2 separate regions of the Zea mays genome follow, and region 1 is linked to region 2. A link is a contact called in public Hi-C data. All regions are on one chromosome and are shown on one strand. The core of a region is the stretch at or near the end of the contact, and the rest is flanking DNA. Distances in the headings are between cores, read along the strand shown.

Region 1 (6,664 bases), core at 223-2,722, 140 kb after region 2:
CATATTGTGAATGAGAATGAATCTCTACACTATGTATGCCATTAAGGTCCCGTTTGTTTCATTTCATTTTGAGGAATTGGAATCTTACTAATGGAATATGCTATTTTTTTAGAATGTGACATTCCACCACTTTCTAAAGTTACCATATAAGCCTATATATCTCAAATTCATGGGGTGAGAGATGGAAATTGATTCTATAGATTTACATGTTATTTTTCCGATGTAAAACTTATAGCACAGTCTTCTACTTGCTTCGCCATACCATAAATATAGTATATAACTATCTCTCTCAAATGATTTAGGATAATATACAAATATATTACATATATAAATATATGAACTTAATTAGTTTTGTCTAAATTATAATTATTAAAATGGAATTCAATTCCAATGAAACAGACGAGGCATAACAGTAAACAAATATATACACAATGAACGGACGGCTTCACACCCGTACGTCCGTTCGGTCGATTAAGCACTTTTACATTATGGCTAATTAGGATTAAAGGGGATGCGTAACTGCTAATCTTCTGGAGACTTCTTATTATATCTAGATGAGATCACCACCGTCTTTTATCCTTCAGCAGTTCTCAGTGAGTTAAGCAGTGGCGATGATCGCTGCTGCATCTGCATGTGGCGACACGATGCCGCTAGCATCTCCATACATGTACGTACGTCTCTATTATTGAGTTTGGAACATCATGATAATTAGGCCCCGTTTCAATCTCACGGGATAAACTTTAGCTTCCTGCTAAACTTTAGCTATATGAATTGAAGTGCTAAAGTTTAGCTTCAATTACCACCATTAGCTCTCCTGTTTAGATTATAAATGGCTAAAAGTAGCTAAAAAAAGCTGCTAAAGTTTATCTCGCGAGATTGGAACAGTGCCTTAATCTCCCTTCTTCTCTTTTTCTCCATACTACCCGTATTACTATGTTAATTCCTCTGTTCTTTTTTATTTATTGCGGTTTAGTAAAAAATAAACTAGACTGCGACAAATATTCGAAAACAGGATATTATTAGAGAGGGCTTGTTACACAAAATGGTAGTTTTGCATGTACGAGAACTATGGAACACAGACACGCCTTAATTGAGATTTTCTTTTAAAAATCCAGATAACCACTAAGGTTTTCTTTTAAAAAAAGGCATGACGATGTATAGTTTTAAACGAAAACAGCAACAATTAACTAAGACCCATTTAGCAGATCGTGCAATTTGGGTGTGGTTACAGATAAAATCACCCAACGGCCGCCATGGCAAGAGAGATCGTCGGGACATTGTAGTCATACATACAGGTGAGAGGCAGTGCCAGTGCCAGTTATCAGCAGCTCAGCGAGGGAAAGGATAAGGTAGTTACGCCGTTAATTCTGCTCCTACGCCTAGCTGTCACCGGATCATTATCGTCAAAGGCTTATAAAAGGCCCCAGCCCTGACCCTGAGCTGAACCAATCTCTCGTTGTCGCAGCATCCCAGTATCTCAACTCCGCCAAGCCAAGCTCAGCGAAAACTCAGGCGATCGGACGACGCCCCAAGGAACAAGTGCAGCGGAACGAAGCTTCGGCGTCCTCGTCGTCCCGTCGCAAGGTAACAGCAACCAACCAATCCATCCTCTGTCTTCCTGTTCCTGATCAATCTGCTTGCACGTACGCCGGCCGCCCCCACGCGTTACCACATCTCTTTACGGATCCCACGCTGTAGTTTAAGGACGCCGTACGTCGCCGATCGTACCAACAACCTACCTACCTACTAGCGCCTTCCTGCTGTTAGATACTTAGATGTGGTGCATAGGTTCAGTCAGGATTAGAAGAAAAAAAGAGAGGAGGCGACGGCGGCGATATCGGCTTTTCCTTGGTCTGCAATGCACCCTCTGCGGTGCCTTCGATTGCTTCGCTTCAGTCGGAGGGGAGAGCCTGGGATAGATTCCTGCAGCCTCGTGTATGATTCCTGGCGGCGTTAGTCAGGTTTCTGAAATGCGAAGCTTCGCTTCGGTTATGGCTCGTTCGTCTTCGTCTTGGATTTCTAATTTCTTAACATCCTGCCATTGCCGTGCTGCGTCTTGGATCCTTATTATGTCAGAAGAGTAATTCTGGGGGTTCCAAAATAGCCACTGATGATGGCTTTGCACAGAAACAAAGTGCACCCATCAATCGGCTGTTGATGAATGATGTTGTCGGTTCTTATTCCATTACCTGCCACTTTGTACCGGATTGTTGTTATACATACCATACCATACAGTCAGCATTTTAAAAATTGTTAGCCTTTTTCACGTGGTCCTCCAGCTGCAGAGGCTAATGTTGTTTCTTTTCCTTTGTGCAGTGCAGATCACAAGTCCATAACAAGAAAGACAACAAAACTATGCTGAAAGATGTGCTTGCATAGAAGAGACTTCTGCAGCAACACCACCAAGGGCCTGGTGGTTCTTGCGCAAGGTCCGCAGGCCTGCTCGTCTCTTGACTTGAGCGGCGGTCACCTTGCCTGCATCTACTCCACGCCCTTCAGACTCCGACGCCACCGACCCATAAGGCGCAGTCCACCTGATTGACAACAGAAAGCTAGCCCTGTGCGTGATCACATAGTTTTTATGGAGATAAAAGATATGAAGACCAGAGGGAAGACTTTGACGGAGCGGTACGAGATGGGGAAGCTGCTGGGGAAAGGCGCGTTCGGGAAGGTGCACTATGCAAGGGACCTCGAGTCCAACCAGGGTGTTGCTATCAAGATCATGGACAAGGACAGGGTGCTCAAGGCCGGGCTCTCGGAGCAGGTAAAGCGTGAGATCACGACTATGCGGCTGGTGGAACACAAAAACATCGTTCGTCTCCATGAGGTCATGGCGACACGGAACAAGATCTACATCATCATGGAGTATGCCAAAGGGGGTGAGCTCTTAGACAAGGTTAAGAGGAGCGGCAGGCTGACGGAGGCTGACACACACAGATACTTCCAACAGCTCATTGGCGCACTGGATCACTGCCACAGCCGAGGCGTGTACCACCGGGACTTGAAGCGTGAGAATCTGTTGTTGGATGAGAATGGGGACCTTAAGGTGTCTGACTTTGGACTGAGCGCGTTTTCAGAGTCGAGGAGGACAGATGGGCTGCTCCATACTGTCTGTGGGACACCAGTGTATATAGCTCCGGAGGTGATCAAGAAGACGGGATACGATGGTGCAAAATCAGACATCTGGTCTTGTGGTGTCGTCCTGTTTGTTCTCGCTGCTGGCTACCTCCCTTTCCAGGGCCCAAACATGATGGAGATTTATCGAAAGATACATGATAGTGATTTCAGGTGCCCCAGTTGGTTTTCACACAAACTCAAGAGGCTGCTATACAAGATTCTGAACCCCAACCCTAGCATGAGACCTTCAATTCAGGAGATAAAAGAGTCTACCTGGTTTCGAAAAGGTCCTAGGGAGATCAGTGCAGTGAAGGAGAAAGTTCTTAGCGAGAATGCCACCGCCACAAATGCTGCCCCAGTGCTTGCTGCTAGGCGCAAGGAGATTGCTCACGAAGATAAGACCCTGGTTGCCACAAAACTCAATGCCTTTGAAATCATCGCGTTCTCAGCAGGGTTGGACCTTTCTGGTCTGTTTATCAAGGAGTGCAGGAAGGAGACACGGTTCACTTCAGATAAGCCTGCATTGGCCATCATCTCAAAGCTTGAAGATGTCGCGAAAGCACTGAATCTCAGGATAAGGAAGAAGGACAACAACACTGTCATCATTCAAGGGAGGAAGCATGGGGGCAATGGTGTCCTTCAGTTTGACACGCAGATCTTTGAGATCACACCATCCTGCCATCTCGTTCAGATGAAACAAACTAGTGGCGATCTACTTGAGTACCAGAAACTGTTGGAAGAGGGCATCCGACCAGGGCTGAAGGACGTTGTCTGGGCTTGGCATGGAGATGATCTGCAGCAGAAGTAGGAGTAGCTTCAGCTGTCTCCCGTAGATTATGTTCTACATTCCATTCCTTATTTTTTAGCAACAACATTCCCTTTTTTGTATTGGTGGTGATATGAACCATTAGGCTATGTTTTGTTTGAGCAATAATTGTTGTGGAGTTGAGTTGTTGTGTTACATTCTGAAGATTGTTACAGTTTTGTAATGGCTGTCAATATCAGTAATGAAAATAAATGTTGTTGATCCTTAAAAAGGGTCGAGCTTTCCAGGTGATACATTAGTAGTTTGATGTGTAGCAGATGCAACCATATTATCCTCTTGCAACATTATGCAGTGCTGCATGGTGCACACAAATCTTCAGTGCAAAAAGGAGAGGCTGACTGAAACTGAAACCATAGCTGAGTAGGGATCATCTTACTGCAACAACACATTCAAAAGTTAGACCAAGTGAAGGGTACATGACCCAGCTTGAAGGGCTTTCATGCTCTCTTTTTTACTACTAATGTCTTTGAATGGGGGGTGTCAGTTTTCACTCAAAGCATGTAGCACTAGACAGAAATCGTGGGGTTGCTGCAGATTGCACCACTAGTCATCGCCATTTCGACAATGGAGGATGCGACCAGTAAGCAGCAACAGTAGGCTCAGAATTGAAGGCCAAGGCAGCCAGAACATGGCGTTTTACAGCTATAAGGAGCTTAGTTGATAATGTCTAGTTGACATTTCACAATACTGATGCTAAAGGTTGTTTGTGTACTTGCCCAAATTGCGGGCAACTGGGGCACCGGAAAACAAGTTACAAGTGCCCTTTAAATGGAACCAAAAAAAGGTGTGTGCCACTGCTGCATCAGTTGTAAAATTAAAATGTTGTTTGTATTATATTATATTTATATACCATCATTGTATCCCTCTTTGTAGGAAGAGAAAGCCGCGGAAGAATACGACAAAAAATTGGATACCAAAAGAGTTGCGGACTGCCACATCACCAAATATTGAAGCTGCAAACGAAGAGGAAGCACCAAGTGGTGAACTAGTGACAAGGGCACCAATTGTTGTAGCTGCTGATGAAGATGAAGCACCAATTGTGGAGGCTGCTAATGATGAAGCACCAAATGTGGTGGCTGCTAATGAAGATGAAGCACCAATTGTGGTAGCTGCTAATGAAGATGAACACATGACTGCTACTTCGCCACCTAGAAGTGTCAAATGGGTAGTTAAGAAAATTACCCCCCGAAAGAAACTGAAGAACCGTGCAGATCACAGACAGTAGATCTGAAACTGAGAAAGTGTTGTCTGTTTGTTCCCAGAAACTGAGAAAGTGTATTGTCTGTATTATGTACTTGATCCCAGAACTTAACTGAAGTGTTGTCTGTTGTCTGTTTCTTCCCAGTTTATGGTTTAGTGTCTGTCTGTATTATGTACTTGATTCCAGAACTTAACTGAAGTATTGTCTGTTTTATGTATTTGAGAAAGTGTTGTCTTGTCTGAAACTGAAATGGTTGTCTGGTTTGATCTGCAACTGAACTGGTGAACATCACCAAAAAATGGCTGTTATCTGAAACTGGAGTGTTGTCTTGTCTGAAACTGAACTGGTGAACATCACCAAAATCTGCTGAACATCACCAGAAACTGGCTGTCTCTGGTGGCCTGCACCACCTCTTCCCGCCTCCCCCTGTTTCGGCCCTGGTTTCAGTGCCTCCTAGTGCGCCTGCGTCGGTACTCCTCCCATCCGTTCTCTTGCCTAGGTAGCTGAACACCACCAGAAACTAAAGACAGCTGAAAACAGCCAGTTCTGGTCGTTCAGTTGAGATTCTGGTCGAAAAGCAGTTCACCAGTTCAGTTCAGTTCAGTTGAAGACAGCCAGTTCAGTTGAGATTCTGTTCAGTTCACCAGAAACTGAAGACAGCCAATTCGAAAAGCATAGATTGGCTGGCTTTATTTCGACCAGAATCTCAAATGAAGACAGCCAGTTCGCCAGTTCGAAAAGCAGTTCACCAGAAACTGAACTGCTGAACTGAACTGCTTAACTGAAAATACAGCCAGTTCACCAGAAACTGAAGATGCAAAGCAGTACACAGATATTTTTTAGATAATGGAAAAATCATCCGACCTTGGCCTCAAATGAGGTTACGGCCATTTATTACAAGGGACGGAGGCATATTGCCAAAACTCCTCCTATGACCACATCAGAGAACCCCAACTAGCCAAATTGAAGAACTTCAGCTACCGAACCACAACTACTACATAGTTAAACGCAACACATATCCCCATCCAAAATTGCTAAAGAACTGTAGTAGCACCCTCTCCACATTACGACATGAAGACTTTATTAACTCTTGGTCCTCCCTTCTAGGCTGAAGCTGAGACCAGAAGCGGCACCAATATGTTGCCCTGAAGGCTACCTGCACACATGATTTAGGAGATGAATTATTGAACACCACATCATTTCTACTTAACCAAATAGCCCAACAAATTGCCGATGCAACGGTTAATAGTAAGTTTCGCACTCTGGGAAGCCTCCCGCTCGCCCAAACCCCAAACAAATCATTAACATCTCGAGGAGGTCTCAACCCCGTGCTTATCTGAATCAACCGCCAAATGAATGACGCATACAAACAACTGAAAAACAGGTGCTTTATTGTCTCCGGTCTACTACAAAAGCAACATATCTTATTACCATTCCAATGCCTCCTAGCCAAGTTATCCTTTGTTAATGTTACCCCTCTTTTGAGGTACCACATAAAAATCTTAATTTTCAGAGGAAGC
Region 2 (7,036 bases), core at 2,989-5,488:
GGTTATTGATAGGGCCAATATGGCAGTGATAGGTAGGCGGAGCCATGGACGCGCCAGGCGCCCACATTCCATGCTTAATTAGTAGTAGGATTAGATTAATTATGAATAAAAAATATTTTCATATGTCTACAGAACTTGCAAAACTGAAACAGACCAGGAGAGCCAGTGGGAGCTACGTTCTTATCTTCTTTTATTCTCAGTTTCAGGCTTTCAGCTATGGCTATCAATTATAAACAGTGATGGTCGAACTGGTACCTGGTATGTCAAGTATGGTAGTAAATAGTAATATGACCAACTAATCACAAAAGAGCATTCTAGTTTCAGTTTTTCGATACTAACTAAAGCACCAAATGATACTGCAACATTTTTCAAGAATACAGACAAGAGAAAATCAACTAATCGAATCTGATCCAACCTTGAAATGATACCCAATAAAAGATTTTTGTCATTTGTTTGTGATTTAAACATTGTTCTTCTGGGTACCTGCTAGGAAGAACAGGTGTGGCTCAGGATGCTCTAGAATGTAAGCAACAAGGCATCAAAACGAGGAAGAATAAATATATTCTCTCTAGCTGAAACGTGTAAATGGAAAATAGCAACAGAAATAATGACAGTGTCTAGAATATTATGCTCATAAAAACAGCACAGATCTTGTTGAAGTAAGAATGAAATGGTATAACTGTCACATAGTTCAAATGACCATTGGTGCCAAGCCTTCTATTACAAACAAACTGACTGGGAAGAAAAGGTTAGTTTAAGCATACCTATAGGGGAATCATAGCACGAAAATTAAATGGGCATATCCCAGTGCAAACACCAGGTGGCTCCCGAATGCTAAAGGTGTCATTCCCAATAGAAACACTTGATTCATATTCGCCCATTTGCAATGTTCCCATTCCACAAGCATGCTCCAACACCTCTGTATGATAAGGAATTCAAAACCAAATTAGTACAATAATCGGTCAACATAAGAAAGAGTTTTATCACAGAAAAAGGTCAACATTTGGAGCATATGAGCAGAATATTGGGGGCTACAATAAATAATTCATCAGTAATATTGGCATCTCATGAAATCTATATATAGAAATCATGAGACCACATGTAAGACTACACAAATAATTACCAGCATATATGAGAAAGCAAAGTTTATGTGCTTGTTGTTACAAAACTAAGGTCTAAATTAAGTGATGGCTGAAATTTTCTTTTGGGCGATACAGAAACTTTAAGATAATTACTCTAGTTGTCTAACCAGAAAAGAAAACCAAGTGTGTGCTTTCAATAAATATGCGGTTAAATAAAAAAACATGGTCGTCATGTTTAGCTCAATAAATATGCAGTTAAATAAAATATTTATTGAAAAAGCGCATTAGCTTGCAAATATGTTTAGCTCAAGAAATGTAGCTTCATAGCGGCAGTGCTATTTATAGTCATGAAAAATAGAAATTGGGAGTAATGAGGCTGCATGCTTTTTGCAAAGAATAGAAATAGGTTTCTTGAAAGAACGTGCATTCCTTTCCTGCTCATGAGATGCAAGGAGCAGTATTGTCCAAAAAAACGTGCAGCCTATTCATGTTTATGTGCTTGCAGCAGTAAAGAACTGGCTCTGCTGAACTCTAGCAAGATAGGGAATCATCATTCAAGATTTATGAGGACATGCATTTCTTTACTGCCCATGAGCTGCAAGCAAAAGCAGTATTTTCCCCCAAAAAGACATGCAGCCTATTCCTGCCTATGTGCTTCTAGCAGTAAGGATTTGTCTCTGCTGACCTTTAGCATGATAAGAAATCACAAGATTTATGAGGACCAGAGTTTATACCTAACAAAGAAGAAATCAGCAAGATAAGAAATCTCAACTAAGAAGAGAATTTGTATCCACCCATTACAAATCGAACTAACTTGCTTTGGATAATTTCACCTGAACCCAACAAAGAATGTTCGATGTAAACATTTTGACCATGATTGGTTGTTGGGCAGTTTTTTCTTTCGTTTTATGGGATACGAGACTTCTTCACGACTCCACTGCACCACCCATATGGTCCAACCCACTCTGACAATAGGATGCAGCAGGCGAGCTAGATCTCGCGACACGACCGGAACAGAGATAGCAGACAGGCAGGCAGACTCACCTTCTCGTTCATAGTCTGGCACTTGGACTGCACATAGACGTCGAGATCGAGGTTGTCGGCGAGCTGCACCCTGCCATCGCCAGTGCTGCCTCCCCCGCTCCCCACCGTGGTGGTGCTACTCACCAGGAACACTCTCGAGTGGCCCGCGGGCCGCGACCGCGACGACTTGGCTAACGCCTCTTCGGCGAGGAGAATCAAGGATGGCCACGGGGATGCGTTGTCGACGTCGTCGGAGGGATTGAAGGAGAGTGTGGGCCGGGTGTTGGGAAGTGAAAGGAAAACTCGAAGGAATTTGGGATTAGGGTTACCTCTCCTCTGCTTGCCGTCCTCTCGGAGGAACTTGAACGCCTAAAAAAGGGCGATGGAGAACTGGTGGAGTCGCCGAGATGACTCGGTTGGATTTGGACTGGCTTCCGCCGCCGCTCCCGTGAGACGTCCTAGCTTGAGTCAGATGCGTCGCGGTAGGATTGTGTGGCACAACAGTGGTTGAGGAGGCGGCGAGCTGTGGCGGAGAAGCAGTGGCCGGCTACACGGACAGGAAGAGGCCGAGGTGGGGGCGGCGGTCATGGATCCCGGTCATCGCATATGTGGACGCGACGCGGGAGGAGCAGAGCGGCGAGCATCGCGGTGCGGGGTGAGCAGGGCGACTCTTGCGCGTGGGGAGGAGCGGGGGACACGGTATCGCCTGGCGCTGTCTGACAGCGCAGAGGGGGTGCGCGGAGCGGAGCCGTGGTAGCGCCAGCGCCCACGTTACGTGCTTAATTAGTAGTAGAGATTCAAACTTCACTGCGTGAGCATTATAGTTTACATTGAAAAACATTGTTTTGTGTGATCATATAGTTGAATTGATGGACATAGTCTTACCCTAAAGACCAGGATCGGAGCTAGAAAAAAAAGAGGGATTGAACTAATCAGGTACAATATATAAGTCTCTTTATACACTATATTGTACATGTTAACTTGGGAAGGCTCCAATAAGGACTCTATAGGCTAAGTGGTAGAGGAGGCTTGAGCCCTGTTCGCCCACCACTGTCCACTGCCTCCGTCCCTGCTAGAGATCTCTCGAGAGATAGATATTTAATAGAGTTGTATATGCCTTATCATGATTCATGCATGCATATGTACGGCGAATATATATTGGACAAAAAACTATTCATTATTATAATTTAGAAACCTGTACCAGATTAAAAGCAACACGAGAGACGAAAACAGAGAGCCAGCAAAGCAAGCCCAAGGACATTGAGGTGCTGCTCTGCTAGCGTAGTACGTGCTACGGCATGTCACGTACGAGGTACACGACGACGACGACGGGAGGGACACTAGACGAAGTGATCACTAGTGGGGTGGGTGCATGATCTACTTCTTTATTATGTGCCAGTCTGATGCATGACACACACGTAGCTAGGACATCTCTGCTACGACGACGACTGCATGCTGCTGATGGCCACGTACGCTGCCATCCAACGAGCGAGCTACCTCCACTATGGTTCCATCGATCAGTTGATCCTGCGATGCGCATAACACGGGAAGACATTATTTTCCATGGTTAGTAGCAATGTACATATAACATAACAACTTCCATGCATGCATGGTTAACTAACTAGACATGCAGGGGGCCGGGACTGCCGGGCCTACGTACTTGGTGCAGTCGACGGTGGGGCTGATGGGCACGCCGACGGAGACGCCGCACTTGGAGGGGATGTTGGCGGCGTTGGCCATGCTGACGCCGCCGCCGAGCCGGCCCGTCATGCTCTTGAGGCAGTTGCAGGTGGCCTGCCGGTCCGCCGTCGACGACGCGCGGCTGTTGAGCGAGCGCACCCCGCTGCAGCACGCCGCGGAGGGCGACGCCGCGCTGCCCATCGCGTACCCGAGGCACGGCGCCACCGACGACGTCACCTCGCCGCAGCTCACCGCCGCCGACGCCGTCCCGGCCCCCGCCGCCAGCAGCAGCAGCGCCGCTGCCAGGACCGCCGCCGCCGCGACCAGCTGCGGCTGGGAGGAGGAGGAGCGAGCGGCCATTATTGCAGGAGAGAAAGAGTTGCTAGCTGGTGTTAGTGAGGTGAAGAAGAGATTATTCGTCTGTATGCTAGCTAGCTGTGATGGATGGGAGCAAGGTGGTGCCATGGGTGGGGTGGTATAAATAGGGCCGGCCTTGCATTGGTAACTCATCACTTGGAGAGTGTCGTACGTGCCGATCTGGCGAGGCAAGCAGAGGGGCCCCGGCAGGCGGCTGTCTAGCTGAGATCTGCCGATGAGTGGGCCAATATATGCACGTGCAGTGTTACTGCAGCGGTGGTTGAGCACGCACCAACCAGGGATCGTACCGCGTACGTGCGATGCGACGAGGAGATGAATGCTTGCACGTGAAACGGCTTCGTTTGTATCGGACTTTTTCATACAAAAAAACAAAGGCTGCTTGCATGGCTGCAACGTCCATCATTGTCCACAGATAGATAGATAGATAGATGGATGGATGGATACCATACATGACATGTGCATGCGTACCCCCTTGTGTGCTAGCCCGGACCTGACGTGCTGCGGCTGCCAGCCACTGGCACGTACACGAATGCAAATGTAGTCCCTATCCTAATCCAGCTTTTTACCGATTACTCATCATTTTACCGAGTGCAATATATCAGCTATTCAGTAACACATATTTTGACGAGTACCATTCGACGAGATAAGACTCTCTGAACACTAAAAATACACTCAGCTATTGAGTAGCTGTGTCTGGCACAGACCTAATTTTGCCGAGTGTTTTTTTGTGAAGCACTCAAGAAAACAGTTGTTGGGCCTCCGGCACGGCCCGCACAGATGGGTCGGACTTAGACCGACATAGTCCAATAAAGTCCATGTTGTTTAATTTGTTTTAATTTAGTAAGCTACAGACTTTGTATTAATGTGATATTTTGACTTTATATATTCAAATGATGCTAGGATTGTTTAATATCATTAATTTATTAAGTTATAGGCTTTATTATGTGGTTAAAATATTTTGATTTTACATTGTCAAATGTATGAGCCGGGTTTGGACCGATACGGTCCAATAAACACACGACATGGTTTAGAGTCGGGTTAAACTACTGTTTTTATATTTAGGACTAGCACGACATGACCGATTTTTTTTTGAGTTTTCTTGATCCAATCTCGTTTGGTACGGACCAGCCTCATCTGACCCAATTCCCAGCACTACTACTGACGACTGACGAACACTACCAACTCGTACGGGTGGCCCAGAATCATTACCTATCACTGATGACCGCCTTCAATTCTGATGTCGCCGATCATAATGGCACGCACGTACGTACGCGTGCATCTGCAATAGATAGGAAAAAATTGCAGTTGCTGGCTGAGCAGAGCAGAGCAAAAGCACGCAACAATTATGTTCGCCTTTACACGTTAGCTTTTACTTGCATCGGATCCGTAACATGCAATGTTCACCACCTTAATTGATGACAGGCCTGAAAATTCTGGTGAGAGGTTGAGGTTGTTGCCAGCCATGAACCCACTACGACTGTACGTTTGTTCTACAAAGAGCTAGCGTGCCCTGTTTTTTTTTTCCTTCTTTTTAGTTAGCATTCTAAATTTGTGTCTGCCCGTTTCTATGCTACTTATTATTCTCTCCAATGGTCTTGCACTCGCGCTAGCTTTTAGCGCCTCGGTTACGAGGACTTGTTAGAGCATTTTCTAGACTTTCTCTAAGCTTGATCCCCCTAAATCTATCCTTATAAAGGATACATTCTACCAAACAAAAATGAAGGCCTTCAAATCTATATGGGTGCATACGAAACAATAAAGAAGCATTCAATCGTTTTATCCATTAAGGGCTAGTTTGGGAACACTAATTTCACATGAGATTTTCATTTTCTCAAGGAAAAATAAACTAATTTTCCTTGGGAAAATGAAAATCCCATGGGAAATTAGTGTTCCCAAACTAGCCCTAAATTTTTTTTCTTTCTATGGAATTCCCGGGCTGAGCGATGAAGGCCGCTGTTGGGCTGTGTTGTCCATCTCTGTGTTGCTCAGTACCCGTCACCTCTCCTACTATTGTTGGGCCTCCTCCGAGAAAGAAAAAAAAAATAGATTTGGCCCATGAGACTAATTCGCGAATGGTACACCAGCTTCGCGCTTTTGCGTCCGAGTTTGGACGTACCAACAGTCAGTCATACACTTGGTAATAAGTACATACTATATATACAATTTTTTTTTTTTGAAAAGGGAATAAATAACTTATTCCAGCCGCTGCATGTAAATATTTAACTTTTGTTAGGGTCTTATCCCCGAGCTTGAAATGCCTCGAACCCAAAAACACATCTTTAACCTTCATTAGACCTGTCCAAAAGTGTGAATCACACCAAGCATATGCTCTACTTGGGTTAAGGTCTTTTCTCTCAAATATTTCTTTCGTAAGATTGACTACCATAAACTGTTCTCATTAATCAGTTTGAAAATCCATTTACTGAATAAGCACTTATTCTAGAGGTCAAGATCTATAACCCCTATATGGTCATCAGCTTAGAAAAATATGGCGCAAACGCACGGTTATTATATTAGTAGGACTATAGGCAACACTTCCTCCGATCTAATTTATACATTTAGGGCTCTTAGTATTCCTAGATATATCCTATACTTAGATGTATAGTAAAAGTTATACATACAAAAAGCTAAAATAAATTGTTACTGTATAATGTTTCGCTCTCTCCCCGCAAGGCCGCATTGCAAATGGTCGGCATGTACCCGTGCACGCAAAAGGGCAAGCGCGTAAAACGCGCCGCGTTGATGGCCACGCCCACGCACTGTCGACTCGCTGTCCTGTCCCCGCCACCGCCGGGCGCCGGCGCGGAGAGGACCCCTTTCTGCGGCACGGCTGCTACCTGCCGGAAGGACCTTGCGTGTCTCGCAGGTCAGCC

The links. A called contact is a pair of places that touch in the nucleus more often than the background predicts.
Region 1: a contact with region 2 is called in a Hi-C map of ear, with 2.7 times the contacts expected there. The contact joins the promoter of LOC100384585 here to the promoter of LOC100281973 in region 2. A contact is called at or near these places in 4 of 25 Hi-C or Micro-C datasets (bundle sheath, ear, endosperm and 1 more).

The regions. Positions count from the first base shown.
Region 1 is chr10:3,927,708-3,934,371 of Zm-B73-REFERENCE-NAM-5.0, forward strand. LOC100384585 (putative CBL-interacting protein kinase family protein) reads left to right here and starts at 1,473. Exons shown (of 2, transcript NM_001177090.1): 1 at 1,473-1,584; 2 at 2,317-4,149. The coding sequence starts at 2,582. The coding sequence ends at 3,925.
Region 2 is chr10:3,785,404-3,792,439 of Zm-B73-REFERENCE-NAM-5.0, forward strand. LOC100281973 reads right to left here and starts at 4,239. Exons shown (of 2, transcript NM_001154890.2): 1 at 3,766-4,239; 2 at 3,266-3,632. The coding sequence starts at 4,145. The coding sequence ends at 3,623. It also overlaps the pseudogene LOC100280188.